Regions from separate parts of the Mus musculus genome. Here region 1 is linked to region 2. A link is a contact called in public Hi-C data. All regions are on one chromosome and are shown on one strand. Each heading gives the region's core, a stretch centred on a gene start, on an enhancer-like site or on the middle of the called end of the contact. The rest is flanking DNA. Distances are from core to core; before and after follow the strand shown. Region 1 overlaps Hs6st3 (heparan sulfate 6-O-sulfotransferase 3). Region 2 holds the start of Uggt2 (UDP-glucose glycoprotein glucosyltransferase 2).

The links. Hi-C and Micro-C count contacts between places; a contact is called where the count stands out from the background.
Region 1: a Hi-C map of the N1E-115 cell line shows a contact between it and region 2, with 3 times the contacts expected there. The contact joins the enhancer-like site here to the promoter of Uggt2 in region 2. A contact is called at or near these places in 1 of 484 Hi-C or Micro-C datasets (the N1E-115 cell line) and 4 of 115 datasets of contacts at active chromatin or transcription factors (acute myeloid leukemia, astrocytes, embryonic forebrain and 1 more).

The regions. Positions count from the first base shown.
Region 1 is chr14:119,579,674-119,586,077 of GRCm38.p6, forward strand. The region is part of intron 1 of Hs6st3 (heparan sulfate 6-O-sulfotransferase 3); the gene reads left to right. Among named protein-coding and RNA genes, the nearest start is that of 1700006F04Rik, 170 kb to the right of the region's middle. Within about 2 kb of position 2,693, at least 9 of the 459 cell types and tissues checked have an H3K27ac peak or open chromatin away from gene starts, as enhancers often do. A contact at or near this core is called in the N1E-115 cell line, where this site is marked.
Region 2 is chr14:119,096,807-119,103,315 of GRCm38.p6, forward strand. Uggt2 (UDP-glucose glycoprotein glucosyltransferase 2) reads right to left here and starts at 2,628. Exons shown (of 39, transcript NM_001081252.2): 1 at 2,405-2,628. The coding sequence starts at 2,535. Gm16835 (predicted gene, 16835) reads left to right here and starts at 2,159. Exons shown (of 7, transcript NR_153786.1): 1 at 2,159-3,269; 2 at 3,482-3,708; 3 at 4,226-4,358.

The DNA of each region.
Region 1 (6,404 bases), core at 1,443-3,942, 480 kb after region 2:
GTTCTTTGCCATTCATCCCCCTCTTGAAACACATTCAATACAACCAATCTTCACCTCATAATCATCACCCTAAGTTTTAGGTGCATGACATCATCTGGGATCTTGTCAAAATGCAGATCCTGTAATGTGATGAGTCTGCATTCCAGACAAGGTTTCCATGATTATATGCCATTGTCCCACTGATCACATTTCAGATGGCAAGTGTTCAGACAACCTCACTGGTTAGTTCAGAGTGAGACTGCCTTGTGTCTGGGTTCTAGCTGTATCTGTATTCCCTCTCTCACTTACCATTCTCAGTAGCCTCAGACTTATGTTACTCATTCTAGCAAGCAGTGAACTTATTGGCTAAAAGTAAATATTGAGAAATCCTTCTTCTTCCTGTGTTGTCCTAACTATTAGATTGTTAGATTTTAAGAGATTTCAATTTTCCTGGCTGGAAGACAATTTGATATTAACATGTATGAGCTTTCCCTTGGTTAAAACTATATTTTATAGGTACCCACTTTCCACTTTTCAGCAAGCTGAGGAAGGTTGTATTCTTTCTTCAACAGTCAGACCATTATGACACCCAGGTTTGGAAGAGTGTCGTGAGACCGTCTCCTTTGTACTAGACGCAGTGAACATGTATTTCAACCCATGGTAATGCTATTCAGCTTTGGACTGCTTCTTGTATTTATTGCTTTTGCAGTGCAGGTCAGCAGGGCAGAGGACTGATGGTGATCCATTAGTGCTCTTGGACTCGGGATCATCCTTTTGCTAAGACAAGGTCAAGGGCCAACCCGCTGGCCAAGTTACAGAAGGTAATATGGAAATGCCAGCTTCCTTGAGGGCACAAGTGTTTTGGCAACAAAAATGCATTTGAGTAAGTAAAGTATCTCGGTGGCCCAAGGTCAAGGAAACTGAAAATAAAGCTTATTTTGAAAACTTAGAAGGACTCTCAGCACTCAGGAGATGGCCAGAGGGCTCTCAGTCTCTTCCACATGGATTAAGAAAATACTGTAGGGCTGTATTTCAAAGACACAGTTGACTGGCTGTGGATCTTCTTGTGGAACATCCTGCTAATTGTGTAAACTAGAATAAATCACCAAACATCGATGAAACAGATTCCTCGTGTGTACCACGGAGATTGTCACTTCTGTTCCAGGTAAGGCTAGTCAAGAAATACTTGTGGGATTTGAGGCCAATGTGATATCCAAAGCTATATAAATTACAGCAGAGTGCAACCTTTGGGCAATGAATGTATACCAAGCAGGAGTATGATGGACTATCCTGGGTTAGACCTAACTCACACCACAGTCTCATGAGGATCCCCTTTTATTCTGTGAAAAGGTGGAAAGGACTGTAGCAGGAAGATTGATAGCAAGCCCCCGTATACTTTTCAGAAACAAGTTCTTAAAAATGAGGTACGTGGGTGTCCACAGAAAGATAATAGGGTTATACTCACACAGACATTGTCTCATTTAACCCTTAGAAATACATTTGGACCCAGCACGTTTTTCTTAATGAGAAATTAAAGGTTTTAGAGCTTTTCCTGCTTGTCTGGATATGCAAGTGCAGTGCAAAGCCAAGCTACTTAAAAACTGAGGAATATTTAAGACCTGTGGATTCCATTGGCGAAATTTTTGGTGACCACGACTGGTTAGCAAGAAGGTCCAGAAGGATAGTGCTGTTTGAAGCCAAAGCTGTTCTTGAAGGACTCACTGCACTTGGAATTTGAGTAGTGATTTTCTGAAGATAAACCATGGCAGGTTCACAGAGATGTCCTTTCCTAACGTCATGAGAAAGCGAAGCTCGCTAACCATTGAGAAAAGACAGCATGGAGGGAAAAAACATACATAGTCGCCCTATTTTCCACTCACCTGTTTTAGAGGGCTCTGTGGCCTCTCCTCAAAGTGGACCCCTTTCCAGGAGGTGCCCATAGGCATCGCTTCTAGGCAGGAGGTTAAAAACTTTACCATAAGATGCATACGTAATGTGATTTTCTGCTTCACTTTCCTTTAAAGATAAACCAGGGAGCTAAAGTGTCGGTGTTTGTAGCTCCATTCTCGGTTGTAATTGGATGATGTTGTTTGCATTGGAAATGGGAGCTAAGTGAAGGGAAACTAAGATCTTCCTAAATGCAGCTTTGATTCTGCAGGAGAACTGAGACATCCAGACTGATGAGTTATTTGGCCCTTCTGAGGAAAAACCCCAGACGTTGGTTGTCAAACCCTCCATGTTTATTTACTGAAACACAAACTCCCCATTCCTCAGAGTTTCAAAAAATGATCCTGTGTGTTATTGACAAATAATAATTTAATGGGCAGGCTCATTAGATGGGCACAATGAATTAGCGAGGGGCCTGACAGCCATGCAAGCAGTATGTTCTGTATCTGTTTGCTCAGCACTAGGTGAAATGCAGAAGTCTATTGAAAATCAGATTTCCATGCCGCTTTGTCAAAGCAAATTTAATCACAGCCAGAACATGTGGCATCCATCATTTCCACTTCAGAAGACATCCACGGGGGCAGATCAGCACCGAGGAACCCGGCTCCCATGGCTGTCCTCTGTTCGCACGAAAATTAAATTTAACTGTAGATCCCTGATAAATGAGGCCACAGAAGCCATCAAACACGATGACTAAGTGCTCAGTACTAAAATCGTCCCCAGGGGCCCCCAGACTGGAAAGCAGCAGTCTCATTTGATCTGGCCCTGAGGTCTTTGCAGGCATTCACACCTCTGCAGTGCACAGATAAATATGGGCTTTAGCATACTGCCCCAGGGGGACGGGGATTATTCTTCTAGGGATCTTTATTTGGTCTTGGATTTTCCAGAAATTTCCATAAGCGCTCTCCTAGTCACTTACCCAATATTCTCCCTCTCTCTCAGCACTCTTTCCTACATCAGGCATTTCTAACCAACCCCTTAGAGCAAGTTCTGGCTGTTTTAAAACCATTTCTTCTCCTGCATTACATATGTCTCTTCTCCAGGCTCCAACTTATGGGAAATAAAAATATAGGTGTGACCTTGTGTGTTGCCAAGACCAGGAGCTGTTGGAGGGCAGGGACCATATTTTATTGTTTTGTTTCTTTATCATTGGGATCCGGGAATGACCATGTGACTTATAGTCAGGACTCTGCCTATTGAGTAAATCAGATTTAAAAAGTGTGTGGCTACGAAGTTCAGTGAAGCAAGCATCTGATCGCAGGTATCAGAGCCACATCCTTTTTAATATATTCTAAGTACATAAACTGCACGAATTGTTAAATATCTCAAGGGTAATTATCTCAAAAAAGGTAGGTACCTTTTATGAACTCAGATTTTATTGACTAGCTGACTAAACTGCCATTTAGATACCTCTGTTTCTTGTGTTTCAAAAACTATATTTAATCAGCTATTCCATCTGGATTGATTAGGTATAAGTACACATTTTTATTAATATTAATATGTATTAATAAATAAAGAATATGTGTTAGTGAATATTAGTTCCACTATCATTTGTCATTATTTATGGATTCTCTGCTCAGTATATTTTGGTATTGTCTAGAAAGATACAAAAAATGTCTATGTATAAAGAAATGCAAAGCGGGTCAAAAAGATGGAGCATTTCAAAATAAGACCTGTTTAGTTGTATATTAGGGGGAGATCTCCTAAAGGAAGCTTTGGAAAGGGTCAGAAATTTAATTTACATTGGCCCAGCTAATTGTTGTAGATCTTGAAAGCTGTGTGTGGCTGTCTTGATCTACTTGAGGACCTGGAGTCACATGTAAGTGGGCAATGCAGGTTGGGGGTTGAGAACTGCGGTGGGAGGAGAGGGTATGATTTGTTGATTAGTGGGAAAGTGCCCTTGGCCTTGGGGTTTCACTGCTCCATGGGAGGGAGCAAATTGCCATTCAAGAGCAACTGTTCCCGATGCTGGGGTGGGGGAGGGCAAAGAGCTCTCACCTCTTTTCAAACTGATTGACTTGGTGCAATAATTTTAAGTGTTACTAATTGAGAATAACTCCACAGCCTGAGAGCACTCTGCATGTGGAGGTATATTTATAGCTCCTTTTGAACCTCATCAAATGCCAATTTAAAAACTTATAGTCAATAATCAAGCACATTTTAACTCTCCTGAAAAATTATGGTGTGCACTTGAGCACACCCCCACCCCTCCACACACACACACTTAAATTTTCCACATAAAACATTCAAAAAAGTTTGGACGAAGTAAATACCTACCTTCTTAGCAGATTTACATAGAAATTTTCTTGAAGTCATTATGAAAATTGTTAAATTATTTTTCTGGTATCTCTCAGAAACACTTAGAAGCTCTGGCAGAAATCGTTGCCTTTGGTCTAATCACGTATTTCCAAAGGCAGTTTACAAACATGTTATTTTGCTATTTACTAATTATATTTATTTGATACACCAATCACTTAATAGCCTCTGGCTGCATTTACAAATAGTATTGAAAAAGCTCCTGCTGTTACCCTTATAATTTATTATAGACAACATAAAAACAAGACGCTCGCTCTGCATGCATAACACACATCAGCACGCTTTGAAGAAATCTCTGCACAGATCGCAATGAGCGAGTACAGGGGATTTTCTTCGCAGGGGCGTTTGAGTTTTCTAGACAGTTGGAGGCTCTTGGTCCCTTCCATCCCATTTTGCTAGTTCTCCCCTTCCAAAAAGTACTGAGTTTCTTGACCATGAAAAGTCAAAGCTAGGGTCTACTCAGTTGGTATTGGCCAATTTCCATGTCTTATGGGAATGATCTGAAGTGCACTCAGGTAAACGGTGGTTATGAAGTGTCTCAGGTCAGTGATGAATAATTCCTTTTCCTTAGAAGGTAACATTAAAAAATAAAAAAAAAATGTAAGAAAACCCAGACTGTGTCATATAGAATGCAGCAAAGCTTTGTAGCTTTGGAAAGATGCCAACAGAGTAACCATCAGGTGGGAGTGGATTTTCGTGTATCCGTACAAGCTGAGCACCTTCTTCTTATTTTTTTAGCCTTTTGTGTTTATGGAATCATCCTTTAAACATTCATCAGGCCCTTTGCTCTATGTGCTAAGATGTGAGAAGCCATTCGCCGATCCTGTAGCTCATAGGCTGGTCTGTAGATGAAAACTCTTTGTTCTCATCTCCAAGACTTTGACAAAACTGCGTGCCATAGGCTAAAAGGTGATAAGTACTCTCTCACCCATGTATGGTCACTTCCGTATTTTCTCCATTAGATAACATTTTCTTCTTCTGTGTCAACATTTGCCTTTCAAACACCCACTGTATTACTTAAATACGTGGACTCCTTTCCTTATGGTTTTACATGTACGACTCTAAATGCCTTTGGTGGTAGAGAATATGTTCACGGAGATACTAAATGGTCAGGCTTACTAACATCATTAAATATTAACTACAACATGACAGGAAAAAGTTCTGTTAGCCAAAATCCGTTGATTTAATTAATGTGTTTTAAAATGCAAGGACACCGATAAATCCATCAGTGTTGTGACTGATAAATTGGTAGTGGTGGGTGGAATGCCGGAAGTCTGACTTATAAATGGTCATGTGAGGAAGTGTGCTCTGGGTGCAGAAGCCCACAGAAGGAGACCTGCTCATCCTGGTGGGTGGGCTGGGCACATGCTGATGCTTTAGAGAGGAGAAAAGAGAAGTTAAGAGGAAATTGGAGATAAAAGCTCTTTTCTGTCTGCCTTATCATTCTGCTGCAAGCCTGGCATGCCTTAAAGGTTACGTGTCACCTATAACAGATGCAACTGAAAACAGTGCAAATGACTCTTGGATGCTTATGCCACAAATTTCAAAATAGGATGAACCAAACATTCCTAGTTGCTAGAAGTAACTTGTCTTACCTGTTATCAAAACAAAATTTGGAAGGAACTTGATTCACCCTCCCAATAAATAATGCGATTCTTGTAGGAAGGGATGCCCTTTTATTATTCTAACAGAATATGTGAATAATTTATGAAGCAATTCTAATCATACTTGGAGGGAAGAAAAAAAGACGATGGCCGTGACTTTCTCTTGCTTTATATATTAATTATAGAGATCTGCTGCATTATAAATTTATTAGCAACTTGAGAGAACAAAATAGCTTTGTTTAAAAATATTAGGAACTATACTGGTGAAATATTTGAGTACATGGAACTGATTGTGACAATATTAAGATCACATAGAAAACTCAAGACAAAATTAAGAAAAATCCGGTTGTTTGTGAGTATTTGAAATTTGCATTTTTTTTCTCGGTGGAATTTTAATGACCCTGCAGTTTTGGTGGCTGTGGCTTGCAGAAGGTTTGGTTTGGATCAATGGCTCCCCCACCTCTGCAGTTTGCTGTCCTTTCCTTTTAGATACTTTGTCTTGCATTGTGTTTTGTGCATGCTTCTGTGTGTGTGTGTGTGTGTGTGTGTGTGTGTGTG
Region 2 (6,509 bases), core at 1,378-3,877:
GTCCAAGTTGGTGTTCACAAGTGGCTGAACCTACGTTAGCCGGTATATACGGTCGATATATATCAAGACCCACCCTTTCTCTTGCTTCCAATAAATAACACATCCCTTTTGAATCCTTCCCATAACTACTTTCAATACCCATGTTTTTACCAACATCTTATTCAAGACTATTCATTCTCCAGAAAACAACAGCTAGTTCTACCACACTCACAGAGTCCTCACCAGAATTACCATTATTTTAGTAGCCTCCTCAAGGTGATATAGACCTTTTCTACAGTTCTCAAAATTCTTGTAGCCCAAACTCACAGCTACTTCACAGTTTTGGGTTCTTGTTGCATTGAGATCCTATTTTCGATATCAAAATCTACACGAATTTCCCAGTGCTGTTGTAACAAGTTGCCAAAACTATGGTGGCTTCAAAAACAAAGACATTCTCTTATGACTCTAGATGTCACAGGTCCAAAATCAGTGAATGGATGGTACTTTAGTACTTTTTAAGACTCTAGAAGAGACTGTTCTTGCCTCTGCTCGTTTTATTGGCTTCAGATGCTGTGACTTGAGGCTACTTAACTCCAATCTCTGACTCTAACCTTGCATGACCTTCTTAAGTATTTTTATGTGTCATGACCCTGGACTTGGGGCCCACTAAGTTAATTAAAAATGCCCCAATATTCTCAATTAGGTTTGCAAAAAACTTGACCATTGACAGATTTGGGCGTTAGGATGTGGACATATCTTTGTGGGAGTTGCCATTCAACCTACCACAAAGTAAAGAGGGTGTCAAATTTGGCTCAGACTAGGTTGTCAAAAGCTTTAAGGAACATTCTACAGAAGTGATAATCTGGAATTCATGAAACTAAAACACCAACAATACAGCTAACTGTTAAAACAAACAAACAAAACAAAACAAACAAACAAACAAACAAACCCTGCAGGAGATGGGGAAGAAGAAGTGTAGGAGTCATGGGGGTGAGGCCACCACCACAGCCCACAGAATCAACTAAGCAGGATCATAAGGGCTCACAGAGACTGGAGCAGCAACCACCAAACCCTTGTGGGTCTGCACTAGACTTTTTGCATATATGTTATGGTTGTATAGTCTGGTGTTCTTGCGGGACTCCTAACACTGGGAGAGGAAGTCCCTGACTCTTCTGCCTGCTCTTAGACCCTTTCCTCTTACTGTGTTGCCTCACTCAGCCTTTTGTGGCTAGTGTTACTGTAACTGGCTATGCCATGTTCAGTTGATATCCTGAGAAGCCTGCTATTTTCTGAAGGAAATAGGGTTCTAGGGGAGATGGGAGGTTGGGGAGGGAGGGGAAACTGCAGTCTGGATATATAGTTTAGGAGAGAATAAATACATAATAAAAAAATTGACTGACTGGGACTAAATGTAGGATCCGGTCCATGCACTGCCAGGACGCACTGTAGATAAGAGGAAGCAGATACATTTGAGCTAGAATCTCCTAGTCAATAAACGCTGTGTGCCATCAAGTAAAGGCAAGGCAATATAGTGGTGGATTTTTCCTTTGTTTTGTAGAACCATGGGATGTTGTCTTGTAAATTCATAAAAAACAGTTACAAAACTGCTTATGCTCAATATTAAAGAACTAAATTTGAGACAAAGTTTCCCTTTTGTAACTTCAGACTAGCCACAGACTCATGTAATCCCCAGGGATTACAAAGGTGTATCACCATGAGAAGCAGAGTTGCCATTTCTGCTTGCGGGATTACGATTGTCTGCTTTCTACAAGGTAACTAAACAGAACGGAAAACAAATCCCTTTGGATGAGATATTTGGGGGGGAGGGTGTAACCGAGAAACTGCCTTCTCCACTGTTAATTTTGGATATAAATCAAAATTATACTCCAAAGCACTATCTGCTGACTAGAACTTTGCAGAAGAGCTTGCACTAAAGGCCACATTCTGCCCTCTACATCAACAAGAGCGCAGGAACAGGAATAAACTTGGGACACAGAAGTTTTAAAAATCGTAGGTGCGTGGGAAAGGTGGGGCGAGTGAGTGGCAAGAGTTGTCCAGGGACCATCTAGAGCATTGGTGCTATGGGTGTGGGGGGGCGCGGGGTGGGTGGACGACGAGATGAAACCCTATCTGAGAGCCTCTGATTAGGTCTGAGGGGATGGAGTGTGCGGCTCGGGACGCTAAGGGGGCGCGGGCTCGCTCCAGAGGACTGCAAATCTAAGCGGATGCTGGGGTCAGGCGGGAGAACGCCTCGGATTGCCGTCAGGACTGGGCGGACACTGGATCTGAGGGGACATGGGACTGTGAGCGACCCTGAATCGCGAGGTCTGACAGCATCTTGCGGGAGGGGATGTCTCAGGGATGCCGGGTCCCTCCGCCCGCCGCCACTCCCCGGCCGCGGCGCTAGCCGGGCCTGGGCACCCACCTGGCCTCCAGCAGCAGCGGGGTCTCGGGCCACTTCGCAGTCAAGTGGGCGGTCACCGCCTTGGACGCAGTCGCCGTGCTGGCGCCGAGCAGGGCGAGCCACAGCGCGACGGAGCGCAGGAGCAGCCTCATCCCCTTCGTGGCTCTGGCCCGCACCAAGGCACGCCGAGGGAAGCGCGAGACGCCACGCTACGGTCTGGTCCTCCCGGTGCTCCGCCGTCCACTTCCGGTGGGGGGAGCTGCAGTCCGTTAGTCCGCCGGTCGTGGGCGTGCGCATGCGTGGCCAGCGAGGTCCAGGGGCGCAGTGGGGGGAGCCCCCGGGTGGACATCGGCCCCTTGCCTACGCAGGGCCGCCGCGAGGATTTTCGGAGGGTCCGCCGCCGGGTCTGGGGAACCCAGCCTTCCATGCCAATCTACCGCTAGCTGGAGCTGCCCCAGCCCCGCTGGTCAGGGACCCTGGGTGAGGGCCAGCTTTCCGGTTAGCATCACCTGGGGGGAGCAGGAGCGAGAGTAGGCCTCAAAAATGACGTAAAAAGGCGCAGGCGACTCCTGTGTGCACTGTTGGGAGAGCTGTGATTTATCTATCTATCAGTGGGCTTTCCCTGCTCTCTGGCTGGTTCTGAGGGCTGGACCTCGCTCCCCGCCACTGCCACCCCCACCCCCCAGGATTCAGTGGTCTCCTGCTGCTATCAGAAGTGGCATCTCAGGCCTGCCACTTGCTTTTGGAGTTGGGTGCAGAAGTGTCCTGACTCTCAGCCCCTTGGAAGGCCCAGGTGATTCCTGTGCCCCACAAGACTGAGAGGCGCTGCTTCAAGAGATTACAGCTGAATAGAAAAAGAAAAGTCGGAAAATGATAGCAGTGAAATGTAAGAGAAAAGTGGGGAAAAAGTAGTTCAGGAGGAGCACAGAGCCCTTGCTTCCCATTTGTGTACACCTCTGCTCTGTGGGTACACCCCATCTCTTCCAGCTGCCAACACACACACACACACACACACACACACACACACACACACACACGAGACAGATGAAGAGAGGCAGAGAAAGAGAGAAAGCACTCCATTTACCCTCACGTGTTTAGTTTTCTTTAGAAGATGCTGTTCAAAAATCTGCTCAGGTGAATCTCGACGCCAAAGTGGCACCTTCACTACTGACTTCTCTCCCAGTGACTCTTTTGTCAGCTGTCGTGTCGCTGGATTTTCACTTTAGGACCTGAACGCAGAACTTACTTACTTCCTACTGTAGATGGCACTTTTCTCTGAGGACTCATGCCTCACTCATTTCTGGAACAATTTATGCCGAGGATCAGTAAGTATCGAAAAGGCCTGGGTAGGTCCTGGGTAGGTAGACGGGAAGTTTACCTAAGGGCGCCGAACTTGCTTTCCCGTCATGGAGCCTGAGGAAAAGTATATTGTGAATCCTTAACATGTTTTGTTTTCGTTTTTTCATTTTTGGTTGAGATGTGGGATAGAAGGAAATCAGATGTTGACAGAGCCAGCCTTAAATGGCAGCATGTCTCATACAATGCCAATCTTTACTCAAAAAAAAAAAAAAAAAAAAAAAAAGACTTGCTGTATAAGTCACATGCAATATATTATTAAAGGACATAATAAACTCAAGTTAGAAATAAGTTAATAAGATAATAACTAAAGTTACATACTAAGAATCCTAATTCCTGTTGAATTCAGAGAAGTGGACATGCTACACCATTGGTTTGGAGAGAATGAAATTCACTTAATAGTGACCATTCATTCACACAATTACACACTTTATCTCTTACGGTATTTTCCTAGAACGGAAATGACTTTAGAACATTTTCTCACAGAGACCATCTCTCCAGGGCTGTTTCTTTGCCTGAAGATAAGAGGACACAAGTGGGTGACCTTCACATTTTTTTCTCTATGGAATTGCCTGGTGTAGACAGAAAAACCCAACTGCAAAAACCTAACAAAGCACACGTAAGTCAGCAAAATGGCCAGGGACTCTGAAATCAGTAAATTATAAAATTTGATCAATAAGTTCTAAGAATCAATAACCCCTGGGTTGGCCACGAACTCAACAGATTTTAGAGCTGTAACCATTTGTTAGCATTTCCTATTTCCCTTTTTTTATTTTTTTTTATTTTTTTGGAAAACGAAATCCAAGGTTAGTCACTGCCGAGTACAATGAATGTAAAATTCATGATAGCAGTTTTCATTATATGCGGAAGAAGTGATTAATGAGTTCTTTATAATAAGAAACGTGTTTCATGGAATAAATCATCTGGAATTCTTAAGGTGCAGAGCGGGCGACATTCATTCAGTGAGTATAATGATGCTGTGTGAGAATAACTTTAGATAATAAGAATCTTAATTTTCTGAGCTGAAATGAAGTCTTAAAGTTTAAGTGAAGTTTATAACCTCCTTTTGTTTTTAGATACCCTTTGTCGTAAAATAGACTCTATTGTCATGTTTTAACTGGGACATTTTAAATATGCAAGAGCATCCTGCCCTTTAGTCTCATTGGGAAGTATTCATAACTTAAGGAATTTGTAACATCTCCTTCCTAGGCAAGATTGTGTCAAAATTATAAGCAAATGAATAATGGTTAAGAGTGTCTAAGGATCAGCAAATCCAATTTTATAACTTTCCATGTTTTATTTAAAATAAGTTACTAATGTCCAACTCCATTCTATTTGTTTGTTTTTGAAGTCCCAGGATTGAAACAGAGCTTTGGGTATACTAAGCTGGCATTTTATAACTGAGCTACCCAACCTCTAAGGACATGTCTCAATGCATGTGTGTATGCTTGCATGTGCAGTTCATCATGGGGGCCTTCAAACAGCAGGTAGTGACTGTGAACTGTAAGTTTTAGATTAATTATTTTGACAATGTGAGAACTGGAAACTTGACATTTAACAATTATCTTCTATGCTCTCACACATAGCTAGTGAGGTCAAAGTACTTACTATTGGTGGCAAAATACATGAAATATAAAGCTGGTCATTTTAACCATATAGATTTGTTGCAGGATATCTGATCAGACTGTGAACTGTGATTGTGTTATTTACTAAAAAGAAAAACTGTTTCAGGTTGTGGTATGGCTTAGCCTTAGCATACACCTTTAATCCCTCTGGCTGGAGTACAGACACACCCTCAGTACACACATTAAAAGAAAACAATGAAGGTAAAGTTAGTTTGTAGAAGGAAGCAGACATATTTGAAAGTGATGTCTAATTGAGTGGCAGACACAGTGATGAATCAGAGAAAGATTTGACAGAGTAGGATATACTCAACTCTCAGGAGAAAAAAAAAGAAAAGCTACTTAAGAGAGAGGGGGAGGGGGAGGGGGAGAGGGAGAGGGAGAGGAGAGAAAGGCACTTTACAGAGACAGGTTGAAGAGAGACACAGAAGACAGAACAAGTCAGAGAATGAGAAGGAGCCAGAAAATTGAGCAGATTGCTACAGTTGGTTTGAGGCCAAGCAGAGGAAAAAGTCAGAGGCCAAGAGAAAAGGTAGATTGAATCAGTCAGGTTGGAATGGAATTTGAGCCGGACAGTTGAGTCAAACTGAAAGACCCACAACGTGAGGACTCCCCCACGTTCTGACTCAGGAGAGGCGACACCCCAAAATCACTAACGAGAAAACGGTCTTGTTGCAAATTGCAAGAGGATTTTTATTCAAGAGCGCTCTCGGGCCCACGGTCATACACCACGCAGGGGTAGAGGACTGTGGCGCCCCGAGTAGCTGGGTAAGGGGGTATTTAAAGGAAGAAACCGAAACTCAAGGAAGTGGGGAGGGCTTTGTTGGAAGATACCAAAGATACCAGTTAAGAGTCACAAGGAAGTGTAAAGTTACAAGAGTCACAAGGAATACCTGGTAATTGTTAACTCTCAAGACAGCTTCTAAGAGCCCCTAACAATAGCACATTTGCATTGCAGGTTCTGGTAATGGCCAGGGTGACTTTCTTTGAATGAGCACTCTTTGAACCCAGGAAGCGGGTGGGTAGAGGAATGTCGCTATCTCTTTTATGATTAGCATACCTTTACAAAGGCCACATTCCCAAGCCTGGGCCTAAAGGCCTAGAATTCTGTTTTTACGTTGTTATACTTTCAAAACCAGCCAGGCAGA